Regions from separate parts of the Mus musculus genome. Here all the other regions are linked to region 1. The links are chromatin contacts, called in public Hi-C and HiCAR-type maps. All regions are on one chromosome and are shown on one strand. Each heading gives the region's core, a stretch centred on a gene start, on an enhancer-like site or on the middle of the called end of the contact. The rest is flanking DNA. Distances are from core to core; before and after follow the strand shown.

What was found. Hi-C and Micro-C count contacts between places; a contact is called where the count stands out from the background. HiCAR-type assays count read pairs that join an accessible place to other places.
Region 2: a Hi-C map of pro-B cells shows a contact between it and region 1, with 5 times the contacts expected there. The contact joins the promoter of Dusp6 here to the promoter of Btg1 in region 1. A contact is called at or near these places in 2 of 39 promoter capture datasets (embryonic stem cells and liver), 2 of 484 Hi-C or Micro-C datasets (embryonic stem cells and pro-B cells), 6 of 115 datasets of contacts at active chromatin or transcription factors (astrocytes, embryonic stem cells, extraembryonic endoderm stem cells and 3 more) and 2 of 9 other capture datasets (adipose tissue and liver).
Region 3: a HiCAR-type map of astrocytes shows a contact between it and region 1, with 5 times the contacts expected there. The contact joins the promoter of Galnt4 here to the promoter of Btg1 in region 1. A contact is called at or near these places in 4 of 39 promoter capture datasets (the C10 cell line, embryonic stem cells, liver and 1 more), 2 of 484 Hi-C or Micro-C datasets (B cells and uterus) and 2 of 115 datasets of contacts at active chromatin or transcription factors (astrocytes and large pre-B cells).

Annotation. Positions count from the first base shown.
Region 1 is chr10:96,615,178-96,619,559 of GRCm38.p6, forward strand. It overlaps Btg1 (BTG anti-proliferation factor 1), which reads left to right and starts at 1,824. Exons shown (of 2, transcript NM_007569.2): 1 at 1,824-2,295; 2 at 3,099-4,382. The coding sequence starts at 2,148. The coding sequence ends at 3,466.
Region 2 is chr10:99,260,781-99,265,162 of GRCm38.p6, forward strand. It overlaps Dusp6 (dual specificity phosphatase 6), which reads left to right and starts at 2,451. Exons shown (of 3, transcript NM_026268.3): 1 at 2,451-3,311; 2 at 3,764-4,201. The coding sequence starts at 2,912.
Region 3 is chr10:99,106,163-99,110,544 of GRCm38.p6, forward strand. It overlaps Galnt4 (polypeptide N-acetylgalactosaminyltransferase 4), which reads left to right and starts at 1,973. Exons shown (of 1, transcript NM_015737.4): 1 at 1,973-4,382. The coding sequence starts at 2,253. The coding sequence ends at 3,989. Poc1b (POC1 centriolar protein B) reads left to right here and starts at 920. Exons shown (of 12, transcript NM_027740.7): 1 at 920-1,061; 2 at 1,630-1,714. The coding sequence starts at 1,047.

The DNA.
Region 1 (4,382 bases), core at 574-3,073:
GACAAAGACTCAACTATGCATCTTTCGCTGGCCTTGAACTCACAGAGATCTGTCTGCATCTCCTCTGGAGTTCTGGGAGTATGTGTTAATTATGCCCGGTCCTTGAGCTAATCTTAAAGTTTTCAGATGAGGGCCTGATGATGTCTGGGAAGGCAGTGAAGTTTGTGGAGAGAATCAGGAATTGGGAGATGTCCCGGTTCAAACTTCAGTATTTTGTTAGCTTTGTTCGTTATTTTTGCTTTGTAGAGGAGTCTGTTTATACTCTGAGTCACTGGGATGGGATTCACAGTCACAGGCAAAGGAGACAGTTTTATTCTCTTCCTAATCCAGACTGGAAAGGACAGAACGCGTGGGGAGGCGGGTGGGAGAGAGAGATGCAGACCTCTTGATAGCCTATGGTTCAAGGACTCACTTTTGGTTCTTTATCTTCCGGGATGGTAAGATGAGCCTCCAGTCAAAACCCTGCGTCTGTTTTCAGAAAGTCCTATCTGACAATTCACACACACACACACACACACACGCACACGCACACGCACACGCACACGCACACACACACATGCACAAAGATGTTATTTTTTGATTCAGTTTATTATAAAAAAAAACTTGATACTTTCTGAAGTGCTTTCTAACATTATCTTTAGATAATATGTGGGTACTTAAGTATTGTATATTAATGATAAATGATGTATAGGTCACCTTTTCAAATTAATTTCAGAACCAATTATCCTCTTGTTTCTCCTCTAGCTCCATACACACACACACACACACACACACACACACACACACACACACATATATATATTTTAAAGTGGTGTGTATTGCATCTGATGACCAACTAAACTCTAAATATTTATTTCCATCTGGTAGAGTTCAACTTCTGCCTCTTGTTTGCTTTCTTCTTCCTGCCTGGACTTCATTGTTTTCTCTCCCTTCTCCTACTTTAAGAGAGTTGGGTTAACCCTATTTTGGGTCTAATAGTTTTAGCAGGCTCATGCTTTCCTTTTTTTCTAGGCTGTTTACAACCGTCTTTGCCAGTAAATATGGGTGTCTATGCTTAACACTCTCGACAAGCTTAAAGTTTTATCTTATGTGTCAACAGCAGCACAACTCTAAAGTTCTGACATCACTTGAACTAGAAAAACGAATTTGTTGTGCCTTTCTAAAATACATATGCAGATTTTTATGAGTTTCAAGGCTCATCTTCTCCCCCCCCCCAGCCCCCCGGGGTTCTGCAAACCCTAGGGGCAATGGCTTGGATTAAGCCGCAGGATAGCTCCAGGGAGCGAGTCCTTCCTTCCATTCCCTAGCGGAGCCTTAGTCTCCGCCACCGCACGCTCCTCCCGCCAGGGCTGCCAGCCAAGCCGGCTGGAACTGGGCTCAGATGTAAACATGGGGTACGCAAAGGACTGGGGCTGCGGAGACCGAACCTCAGTCCTGAGGTTCCAGCCACACCGCAGTAAGTGAGGAACCCGGAGCCCGCTCGGGGACTGGAGGGTCCCCGCTGGCCCGAACCGGGGGCGGAGCTAGCTCGGGGGCGGAGCTTTCACACGCGCCTCCTTGGCTTCTTTCTCCGCCCTCCACCGCTCCGGAGTCTCAGGCTGCCACTCGGGGGGTTTATTTGTTTACAAGCAGATTACGTCAGCTCCTCCCTCTCATCCCGGCCTCTGGGCACGCCCCCTGGCGGCCTTTCTCCCGCCCCCTCCAGCCCCGAATCTGCCTGCGTCACAATGGTGCGATCTCCGGATTGGCTGGCGTCCGCCCTCACGCCCCGGGTACGCCACTTCCTTTCCGCAGCCCTATAAAATGAGCTGCACGGCGGCGGCAGCTCTTCGCCCCTCGGAGCTGGAAATGCAACTCTCGGGATCCTCGGAGGCTACCGAGCTGGAGGCGGAGGCGGCTGGGGAGGTCCGAGCGATGTGACCAGGCCGCCATCGCTCGTCTCTCTCTGTCTCTCCTGCCGCCTCCTGGCTTGAAAATAACTTTTTTACTCTAAAGGAAAGAAAAAAAATCCCCTAGAACCAGTAGCCGTCCGCGCCTCGCGCCCTCGCTTCCTCTCGGCCGTCGGGTCTGGGCGAGAGCCCGGGGTGGCCGCTTCGCCGTCGGGGCCGAGCCCCGGCCGCCCCGGGCCACCCCCGGCCGCCGCCCCCATGCATCCCTTCTACACCCGGGCCGCCACCATGATAGGCGAGATCGCCGCCGCGGTGTCCTTCATCTCCAAGTTCCTCCGCACCAAGGGGCTCACGAGCGAGCGACAGCTGCAGACTTTCAGCCAGAGCCTGCAGGAGCTGCTGGCAGGTGAGCGGGGCGCGGGGACCGTCGCGGGTCGCCACTAACGGGCGCGTCCCGGTCGTGGCTGGGGGAGGGGGGGGGAGCTGGGCGGCGGGGCGCCGCGACACGCACAACAAAGGATCCGAAGCGGGGCGACGCGGAGCTGCGCCCCGACGGCTACCGGCCGGTCGCGGGGGACAAAAGACCCAGGGCCCGGAGTCCCGTCGGTCTCCTCTGCCGGGTCGCCGCGACCGTTGCGAGAGTCTGCGGCTGAGCCCCTGGGTGGCTTGTCGCCTCTGTGTTTCGGAGCCGGCCCGGGACGGACGTGCCAGGTCTCCGCACCTCCTGTGCCTCTTGCCCATTAATCATCGGATTTGTCACCGGTACAATTACAACCCAACCCAGATCTTGGTTTAAGGTTTCTTGGGTTTTCTTCCCTTTGGGGTTAACTGGCCATAGTGGCGTTGTCTTGCCCCCACCCCCCACCAGTTCCATAAAGTCTATTGTATGGGACCCCGTTGGGGTGGAGAAAGTAAACAGGTTCCCGCCCGCTTGCCTGTGCCATCCAGCTAGTTGGCCATCCAGGGCTGCGCGCGGGATTCCTGTTTTGGCGGCTCAACCGGTCAGTACCCGGACAGTGTTTGCCACAGTGTCTTTGCTTTCTCTATTCTGTCTCACGACAGCGAATTCGGTCCCGGACATTTGTGAAAGTTGGTGGTTTTCATTTTCGCTTCGCTAAGAAGCTAGCAGCAGGAGGAGGAAAGTACGCTACGGTACGGCTGCGTTGACTACCGTCCTGAGCATTGTTTCTCTGTTCTTTTCTTCCACAGAACATTACAAACATCACTGGTTCCCAGAAAAGCCGTGCAAGGGATCAGGTTACCGTTGTATTCGCATCAACCATAAGATGGATCCTCTGATTGGACAGGCAGCCCAGCGGATTGGACTGAGCAGTCAGGAGTTGTTCAGGCTTCTCCCAAGTGAACTCACACTCTGGGTTGACCCCTACGAAGTGTCCTACCGGATTGGAGAGGATGGCTCCATCTGCGTGCTGTACGAAGCCTCACCAGCAGGAGGTAGCACTCAAAACAGCACCAACGTGCAAATGGTAGACAGCAGAATCAGCTGTAAGGAGGAACTTCTCTTGGGCAGAACAAGCCCTTCCAAAAACTACAATATGATGACTGTATCAGGTTAAGATATAGTCTATTGGATGGATCATCTTATAATGGATGGATGAATTTGATTTTTTTTGCTTTGGGTGGGCTCCTCTTGGGGATGGATTATGGAATTTAAACCATGTCACAGCTGTGAAGATCTGGCACAAGATAGAGTGGTAATAATTTTTTTATTTCTTTCTTTTTTTTTTTTTTTAATTTAGTGACAGTGCCATAGTTTGGACAGTACCTTTCAGTGATTTAAATAGCCTGTGAGTCCAAGGAAAGGATCACTTTATTTGCTAGGGAGTGAAGTCGAAGGGTGGTTTCAGTTTCTCCCAGACCTTATACCCAATTTGTCACAGCAGTCCCTTTAAGGAAATTCTGTCTTTCAAAGAACCCTCTTTCGCAGTCAACCTTGCAGGGGAATTTGCACTATTACACTTGAAAGTTCTCAGTAACTTTTTTGGCAGCTCAATAGGAAAGCTCAATGTTTTAAGCATGGTAGTACTGGAAAAATTTTTACACGGAGACTTTTACCTAGCACTTAAAATGTATAAATGTACATAAAGACAAACTTAGTACGCATGACCTGGGGGAAATGGTCAGACCTTGTGTTTTTGGCGTTGAGAGTAGGGAGCGACCAGGCTCTGCCATGGCAGCAGGCTTTGAAAAGACCCTTCAAAAAGACACTGTCTCAACTGTGGTTGTTAGCACCAGCCAGCTCTCTGTACATTTGCTAGCTTGTAGTTTTCTAAGACTGAGTGGAGTAAACTTCTTATTTTTAGAAAGTGGAGGTCTGGTTTGTAACTTTCCTTGTACTCAATTGGGTAAGAGTCTTTCCCACAAACCACCATCTATTTTGTGAACTTTGTTAGTCATCTTTTATTTGGTAAATTATGAACTGGTGTAAATTTGTACAGTTCATGTATATTGATTGTGGCAAAGTTGTACAGA
Region 2 (4,382 bases), core at 1,201-3,700, 2.6 Mb after region 1:
CTCAAGCCATTTTGCAGGTTAGCTCAAAAACATATAAGCATATCAGCTAACGGGCATGACATTCCCACACATGGTGCCCACTTAATATTACAAAGACCCTGTAAAATACAAGAAAGATGACAAGGAGAAAAAACTGTAACTGGATATAGTTAGATCGAAAGGTCAAATTTCCTGAAGGAAGTGGGAAAAAATTCAGACTCAGAAACATAGGTACAAATGCTTAGAGCTCTCCACCAGTGTGCAAAGATATTATTATCAACCTCCCAACTGTCTGGTGCTTCACTTCAAATTTTGGTAAAGAAAAACCCAACCTGCTTCCCTCTTCTGTTTGGAGGTTGAGGCTTGTCCTTCACGTTTCCGCGGAGCACCCCACTTCCCTCCTCCTAACCATTGGTCCCACAGACTGAAATGTCTCAGGGTGGGAAAACCTGTAACAGATGGGGAAGGATCTGGGGGCGTCAGCTGCAGCACAGGCCTACCCCAGCGGGAGTTGGAAGCTAGCCAATGAAATATGGGCGTTTTGTTCCCAGTGCTGCCCAAAAAAGGCGCGGAGAGAGGTTGGAGGCAACCCCCATTTTCATCAAAACGCTCCTTCTGGGGCGCCTGCCTGCGGGAGGGCTCCAAAATTGGCTACTTGGACCTCCAAGTCGCCCTGTTTTAGCCCACATTTCCCAAACCCCGGAAGAGGCGGGTGATTAAAAATGCAAATTGCTTTGCGGGCGACAGTAGGTAGGACCCGGCTGCGAGGCGCTGGGCTGGGGAGATCCCGTGACCTTAGACGCCCTCCGCGCCCCGGATTCGGGAAGGGCCGCAGCCGGCGCTTCCGCCTCCCGGTCGCGGCCGGACAAAGCCCAGCTCCTTTCCCTGGGACCCGAGGGGCTGACCGGATCGGGACGCGCGCCTTCCGCAGGGCCCGCCGTCGCCGCACACAGGTGGTTTTCCGTCCGGGAGGGGCGGCCTCTGCACTTTTATATAACAATAGAACCGAGCGCGCCGGGGATGCGCTCTTGTCGCCGTCGCGGCCCCCGCCGGCCACGCCTCCATCCGGCTCCGGTGCCGCCTCCGTCCTGAGTTGCCTGCGGGTGGTGCCCATGAGACTTCCCAACCCTAACTCTGGAACCATGGGGTCCAGACAGGGACACCTCTGGCTCCTTTTCCGCTCCAGGTCTCTCACTAGGCGACGGTTCCGCGACGGCCTTACAAGCGATCACGGGGTCGTCGCGTGTCCTGCCCCCCCCCCCCCATCCCCCAGAGCAGCAATGCTGCGGCCAAAGCGCAGCGCGCAAGCGCGTTTGGAGCTGCTAGCGTGCTCCTTGCGGGGCCCGGGGACCGCTGCAGCCTAGAAAGGATAGGGGACCGGCCTCTGTCCACAACCGCCACTGTTTACGCTTGAGTTCCCGCAGGCTTGCAGGTCTCCGGGGTGCAGGAAACGTTGGTGAGGCCTGTCGTCCCAGGCACCTAACCTAGGCTGCCTTGCCAGACCGGTTCCTCTTAGAAACCAAACTCTGCTCTTGGCTCCAGATCGTTAAAGGAGCTCGACTCCCCAGGCTCGATGGGTGACCGGTGATGGTGGTGGGGAGCAAGATCTCCGGAACAATGGCTCAGAATGCCCCCACTTCACCGGAGCAGAAGAAAAGTGCAGGGATAGCTGACAAGGTTTTGGGTGCTTACACCACCCGCCCCCCCCCCTCCGCTGCCGCCAAGAAAGTTGAGAAAGCCCGGGGTTGGGGCGCTTCTGGTTTTCTGGACAACCAAACGCTTGTTTGCTTAGTTGCTTTAAAATGTTTCAACAAAACACTAGTTTGTTTCTAGAGATGTTGGATTAGCATTTAACACTTCGTTGGGTCGCTAAAGCCCAGGCAGTCCACCAGTCCCAACACAGCCTCGCCTAAAAGGACATTAGAACAAACAGAACTAGACTTTTAAAAGAGCCAAACAAATGCCACACACGATCTAAAGGAGGACCGGGTTGGGGGTGGGGGAGCAGGGGCGGCGCTATGGCGGGCTTGGATCTAGCGTTAAAGAGAATTAAAAAGGGGGAAAACCCCTCAAGTTTTATTAAGGCTAACTTAAGATTGTAAGCGTCGCGAATAAGGGCTTTTGTGCTTGCTAATTGCACTACTGGTGCGCAAGAGTTAGACGCGAAGTGTGAACTCTAAACAGAAGGAAACACGAGACAACTTTAGTGCCCTGGTTTATGTGCCCTGCTCCTCCTCCACCGCCGCCTCCTCTTCTTTCTCCTTCCTCCCGCCGAGCCCGCAGTTGCAGCTTGTTTGCACTGGGGCTTATCCGGAGCGGAAATTCCTTTCCGTTTTTGTGAATGACAAACTCATTAACAATTCATCAACACAACCTGTTCCAGCCGGCCCGTCCCCACGGCAACAGCCCCTTCCGCAGCGCGCTCATTGGCTGACCGAGAGAATGTATCCATTGAGACGCTGGCTGTTTGTATCCATTGAGGAGCTGCCTCGCACAGGGGGTGTGCTCTCGCGGAGTCCTAGGGACTGTGAGCAAACCCAGTCTTGAATAATCCGGCGAGAAACACCGGGTTGGATCCGAGGTGCAGCCTCAGAGGGAAGGATTAAGAGCCGCTAGACTTTTTTTCTTTTCCCTTTTTCTCCTCTCAGTGGCACGGAGTCCGAATTAATTGGATTTCATTCACTGGGTAGGAACAAAACTGGGCACCTTCATTCAGAGAGAGAGATTCATTGACTCGGAGAGTGATCTGGTGCAGAGGGACCACCGACTTGACTTCTGTGTCGCTTTCCCTAACCGCTAGCCTCGGCTTGGGAAAGGCGAGGCGGAATCAAACCCCGCTCCGAGAGCGGGAGCTTCGCGCAGCGTGCTCGGCCTATGCCTGCCTCGAGGGGCGTCTGCTAGGCACCCCGCCTTCTCCTGCAGCTCGACCCCCATGATAGATACGCTCAGACCCGTGCCCTTCGCGTCGGAAATGGCGATCTGCAAGACGGTGTCGTGGCTCAACGAGCAGCTGGAGCTGGGCAACGAACGGCTTCTGCTGATGGACTGCCGACCACAGGAGCTGTACGAGTCGTCACACATCGAATCTGCCATTAATGTGGCCATCCCCGGCATCATGCTGCGGCGTCTGCAGAAGGGCAACCTGCCCGTGCGTGCGCTCTTCACGCGCTGCGAGGACCGGGACCGCTTTACCAGGCGCTGCGGCACCGACACCGTGGTGCTGTACGACGAGAATAGCAGCGACTGGAATGAGAACACTGGTGGAGAGTCGGTCCTCGGGCTGCTGCTCAAGAAACTCAAAGACGAGGGCTGCCGGGCGTTCTACCTGGAAGGTATGTTGTGCGCCCCGGGTGCAGGGCTCCGGGCTGGGACTGCAGGCTGGGGAAAATGTTAGCGAGGTAGCGATCGCCGCTTGCATTGCGCTTAGGGGAGCTAGCTGGGCCACCGTGGTAGCTTCTCCTTCAAGGGTTAATCAGGCACCTTTCTTTGGGTAGGTGTAGGATTAAGGTTCACAAGAGCTGGAAACGTAGTTCAGGGTGCAGCTTGGCACCTCGCAGCTCCTCGAAATATTAAGAAAAGTAATCTTGTGCATTTCCAGATTCAGGAGAATAAGTGTTCCCAGGGTAAGCAGCGGGTAGTGTTCCTAAAGGTGCGCATTGAAGCGTGCTTCTACCACTGCCGGGGGTTCCTAGGGTGCCTGTCCATAGTGTTCTTTGTGCTTCTCACTAGCTGTAAATTACTACAGCTTCTCCGGTTACAAGATTGCTTTTCTTGTTTCTGGCAGGTGGCTTCAGTAAGTTCCAGGCCGAGTTCGCCCTGCACTGCGAGACCAATCTAGACGGCTCGTGCAGCAGCAGTTCCCCGCCTTTGCCAGTGCTGGGGCTCGGGGGCCTGCGGATCAGCTCGGACTCTTCCTCGGACATTGAGTCTGACCTTGACCGAGACCCCAATAGTGCAACGGACTCTGATGGCAGCCCGCTGTCCAACAGCCAGCCTTCCTTCCCGGTGGAGATTTTGCCCTTCCTTTACCTGGGCTGTGCCAAGGACTCGACCAACTTGGACGTGTTGGAAGAGTTTGGCATCAAGTACATCTTGAATGTCACCCCCAATTTGCCCAATCTGTTTGAGAATGCGGGCGAGTTCAAATACAAGCAAATTCCTATCTCGGATCACTGGAGCCAAAACCTGTCCCAGTTTTTCCCTGAGGCCATTTCTTTCATAGGTGAGACTAATTTACAGTCATTCATAGAGTTGAAGATCTTAATCTGTTTTCCTGCAGGCTGTTTTGCTGGACTGCAGGTCTTCTACTGTCTTTAAGAGTGTTAATTCTTGTTTACCTTCTTGCTTAAAGGGAAAACAGGGCCCGTTGACGTAGCAGATCGGGGGACTATTTGAGCCATTTA
Region 3 (4,382 bases), core at 723-3,222, 2.5 Mb after region 1:
GTTAAGACTAAACGCAAATACAGCGAGGGAACCTGTAATTACTACACTTTTTATTTACACACAACATGTACCTTACCAGTTTATCACGACATTCCACTGCCAAGAAGTTGTGTTCCGTATGTAATTTTCAGCTGAGTCTTTTATGCTCCGGGGCAGGGTTTAATGCTGTTGTTTGTTGTCGAGGGGTATGAAGAAGCATCAAAATGTGGCCTTCCATGTACAAACTGCCACCGACAACATTCTCTAGCTTTGAAACCCTGTTGCTGAAGCACAAATGATAGTATGTGTGGGGAAAAAAAAAAGTCTAAAGTGGGGACCGTTATTGTAACCACGTGGTCTAGAAACTTTAAAGTTTCCAAGTCTTCCGACCACTTCAGGTGTGTGTGTGAGTTTAATAAGGCATATGCAAACAAGCGGTTGAGAACAGAATAAATCAAATAGATAATAGAATACTATTGAATAAAGAAAAACAGGGTGAACATGTGAATAAAATATTACCCATCATGTGCTGCCAGCATTTGTATCTATAGTACGTGCAAAACCAGTAATTGAACACAAGGAACTTAGTCCCGCTCAACGTCCTGTTACTGTCTAGCTTGTGCACCCAAGCTCCCCTCTCCGGAGTAGCCGAGTTGGGCGCCGTTCTCTTTAAGGTGTAATAGAATCCTGATTGCATCGATCACCGACTCTCCTCCGCTTCGCCACCACCGATCACATCTCTCTCTCTCTCCAAGTCCCAACCCGCTTCCCGACAACAACCCGGTAGTCCGCTACCTCCGAAGCTCGCGGGGCTCGCTGTGTGCGCGCGCGGCGGACCCCCCGCGGCGCGCTCCCGCCAGGCTCTCGGCTGTCGGCAGCGCGCGCGCGCGCGGCGTCTCGGGGCTCGTCTGGCCACGCCTGGAGCGCGGGCTTTGATTGGGCCGCCGTTGTTGTAGTGACCGGGAAGCGCCCGCACTCCAGTCTGACGGTTCCGGGCGCCGCACGGTCCCCCCTCGTCCCCACCCCTCCCTGGTCCCCCAAGGCCCCGGGCGCCGTCCGCTCCCCGCATGGCCTCCGGCCTGGTAAGGTCCCCGCCGCTACCGGAGCCGATCATCCTTGGGCGGCGGGACCGGGAGGAGGGGAACCACGCCGAGTCTGGCAGGCCTGGGAGGTAGCCCCGAGACCCGGAGCTCCGCAGCTCGCTCACCTCCCCGGAGCGGGACGCCGTGCCCGGGTTGAGCGGTGAGCGCTGCTCCCGGAGAGATCCCGGCGCTCGGGGCTGAGGCGGAGCTGGCTCCGGGACTCGCCGGCTGGGTTCCCGCGGCGCGCCTGCGTCAGAATCACCAGGGAGGTTTAAAGAGCGCGGGAGGCTTCGGCGAGCATCTGCAGCTCGGTGCGGTGGGCGGGTCCCTCGGCGGCTCGCCCTGGTGCCTGGGCTGGGGGTTCCTCCCGATGGTGGGGACCCCTCCGGATGGAAGCTGGGGCAGTGCCCGAGCCTCTCAGCCGGGTTGTAATGCCCACGCCTCTCTCGCTGCCCGCTGATGCTGCGGGGTCCTCCTCTTCGATCCCGGGGGACAGGCAACGTTGACGTCTGATGTCGAGAGCTGGAATTCTGCACCTGCTTTCAAACCTAACAACTTTCCATCCTAGGAGGATCCGATTCTGGAACGTTCTTTTAAAGGTCACAAAGCTGCCATCACCTCCGCTGACTTCAGCCCCAACTGCAAACAAATTGGTAAGTTGTTTTTGTTTTTGTTTTTCCTTTCTTTCTTCTTTCCTTTTCTGACAGTAACCAAAGCTCACTTGGCAGAAAGCCTTTCTTCCATCCCTGCCTGAGTGAGCCAGGCGCGATGGGATGTACCCGGCCACTCTGGGTCCCTGGGTCTTTGCTGGGTAAGGACTCGACTGGTCCCGGCCTGACAGACAACTTTCGTGAACTAACCACCAGGAGGAGTGAGTGGGAAGGGGAGGGGTTTGTGATCGGCCCGAGGAGGGTGGAGTATTGGCTGGAGAGTTTGTGAAAAGTTCTGAGACGAGCAGGAGGAAGTGGGGACCGACCAGTTGAGCACCACCAGAGGCCGGGGAGCGAGGGGGTCTCAAGTGACCCCTGGGAAACTCCGGTGTCGGAAAGGAGCCGAGCGCCTACATGAAAGGAGGAACCTTCTCGGAAGTTCGCCCCTACCTGAGCCGGGAACTCCAGCTTCAGGATCCGCGGCGCTTTCCCCGCGTGCTGGCTCGGTGGCCGCGTCTACACACGACCCGTGAGGATCCGGATGGCCGTGAGGTGGACCTGGGCAGGCAAGAGCTGCCTGCTGCTGGCCCTTTTAACACTGGCTTATATTCTGGTGGAGTTCTCAGTCTCCACTTTGTATGCCTCTCCAGGAGCCGGCGGTGCCAGGGAGCTGGGGCCAAGGCGGCTCCCGGACCTTGATACAAGGGAAGAGGATTTGTCTCAGCCTCTTTATATAAAGCCCCCTGCAGATTCCCATGCTCTTGGGGAATGGGGGAGAGCAAGCAAACTCCAGCTCAACGAGGGGGAACTGAAGCAGCAAGAAGAACTTATTGAGAGATATGCCATCAACATTTACCTCAGTGACAGGATCTCCCTGCACCGCCACATAGAGGATAAAAGAATGTATGAGTGTAAAGCCAAGAAGTTCCACTACAGGTCGCTCCCCACCACCTCCGTTATCATCGCCTTCTATAACGAAGCCTGGTCCACTCTGCTTCGGACCATTCACAGTGTTTTAGAAACTTCTCCAGCTGTGCTTTTAAAGGAGATCATCTTGGTGGATGACTTGAGTGATAGAATTTATTTGAAGGCGCAACTTGAAACTTACATCAGCAACCTGGAGAGAGTTCGCTTGATTAGAACCAATAAGAGAGAGGGGCTGGTCCGGGCCCGTCTAATTGGGGCCACTTTTGCCACCGGGGATGTCCTCACTTTCCTGGATTGTCACTGTGAGTGTAACACTGGTTGGTTGGAACCACTTTTGGAGAGGATCAGTAGAGACGAAACCGCAATCGTATGTCCTGTCATCGACACTATTGACTGGAACACTTTCGAATTCTACATGCAGACCGGGGAGCCCATGATTGGTGGGTTTGACTGGCGTTTGACCTTCCAGTGGCATTCTGTCCCCAAACATGAAAGGGACAGGCGAACGTCAAGAATTGACCCCATCAGGTCCCCCACCATGGCAGGAGGACTGTTTGCTGTCAGCAAGAAGTATTTTCAGTACCTGGGCACCTATGACACTGGCATGGAAGTCTGGGGAGGCGAAAACCTTGAGTTGTCTTTCAGGGTTTGGCAGTGTGGCGGCAAGCTGGAGATCCACCCATGCTCGCACGTGGGCCACGTGTTTCCCAAGCGCGCGCCCTATGCTCGCCCCAACTTCCTACAGAATACCGCGCGGGCGGCCGAAGTGTGGATGGATGAATACAAAGAGCATTTCTATAACCGAAACCCCCCAGCTCGGAAAGAGGCCTATGGCGATCTTTCTGAAAGGAAGTTACTAAGGGAACGGCTGAAATGTAAGAGCTTCGACTGGTATCTGAAAAATGTGTTCTCTAACTTACACGTCCCCGAGGATAGACCTGGCTGGCACGGAGCCATCCGCAGCATGGGCATCTCTTCCGAGTGCTTAGATTATAACGCTCCCGACAACAACCCTACGGGGGCTAATCTTTCGTTGTTTGGATGCCACGGTCAAGGAGGCAATCAGTTCTTTGAATATACTTCAAACAAAGAAATCAGATTCAATTCCGTGACTGAATTATGTGCAGAGGTCCCCCAACAAAAGGATTATGTAGGGATGCAAAACTGCCCCAAAGACGGGCTCCCAGTTCCAGTGAACATCATTTGGCATTTTAAAGAAGACGGAACGATTTTTCACCCTCACACAAGACTGTGTCTTAGTGCTTACCGGACAGCCGAGGGCCGACCTAGTGTCCATATGAAAACGTGTGATGCCCTTGATAAAAACCAGCTCTGGAGGTTTGAGAAATAGGCTAGCAGCAGAGCGCCTTCTCTTCGGGAGCTGACAGTAGCCTCCGGAAAGTCACCGTGCCCCAAGATGACTGTATTTTACCAGAAGTCACCTGGCAGCTGTCTGTAAGAACACTGGAAAGCCGTGGTTCATCTGGGGATATCACTCTGAAGCTGGGTACACAGAGCACCGCTGCTCAATATCTCAAAGTGCCTTCTTTGCTCTCGGGTTGTTTTATTTAAAAGCTTTGTCAATATGGTCTCCTGCAACTCCTTAAAGAAAGCTGCTGTGAACTGAGATACACAAAACACTGAAGTATGGGTGTAGCTTAGCAGTAGAATGCTTAGCTAGCATGTGCAAGACCCTGAGTCTGACCCACAGCACCACAAACTACATGCAAGACTTAATATTTAG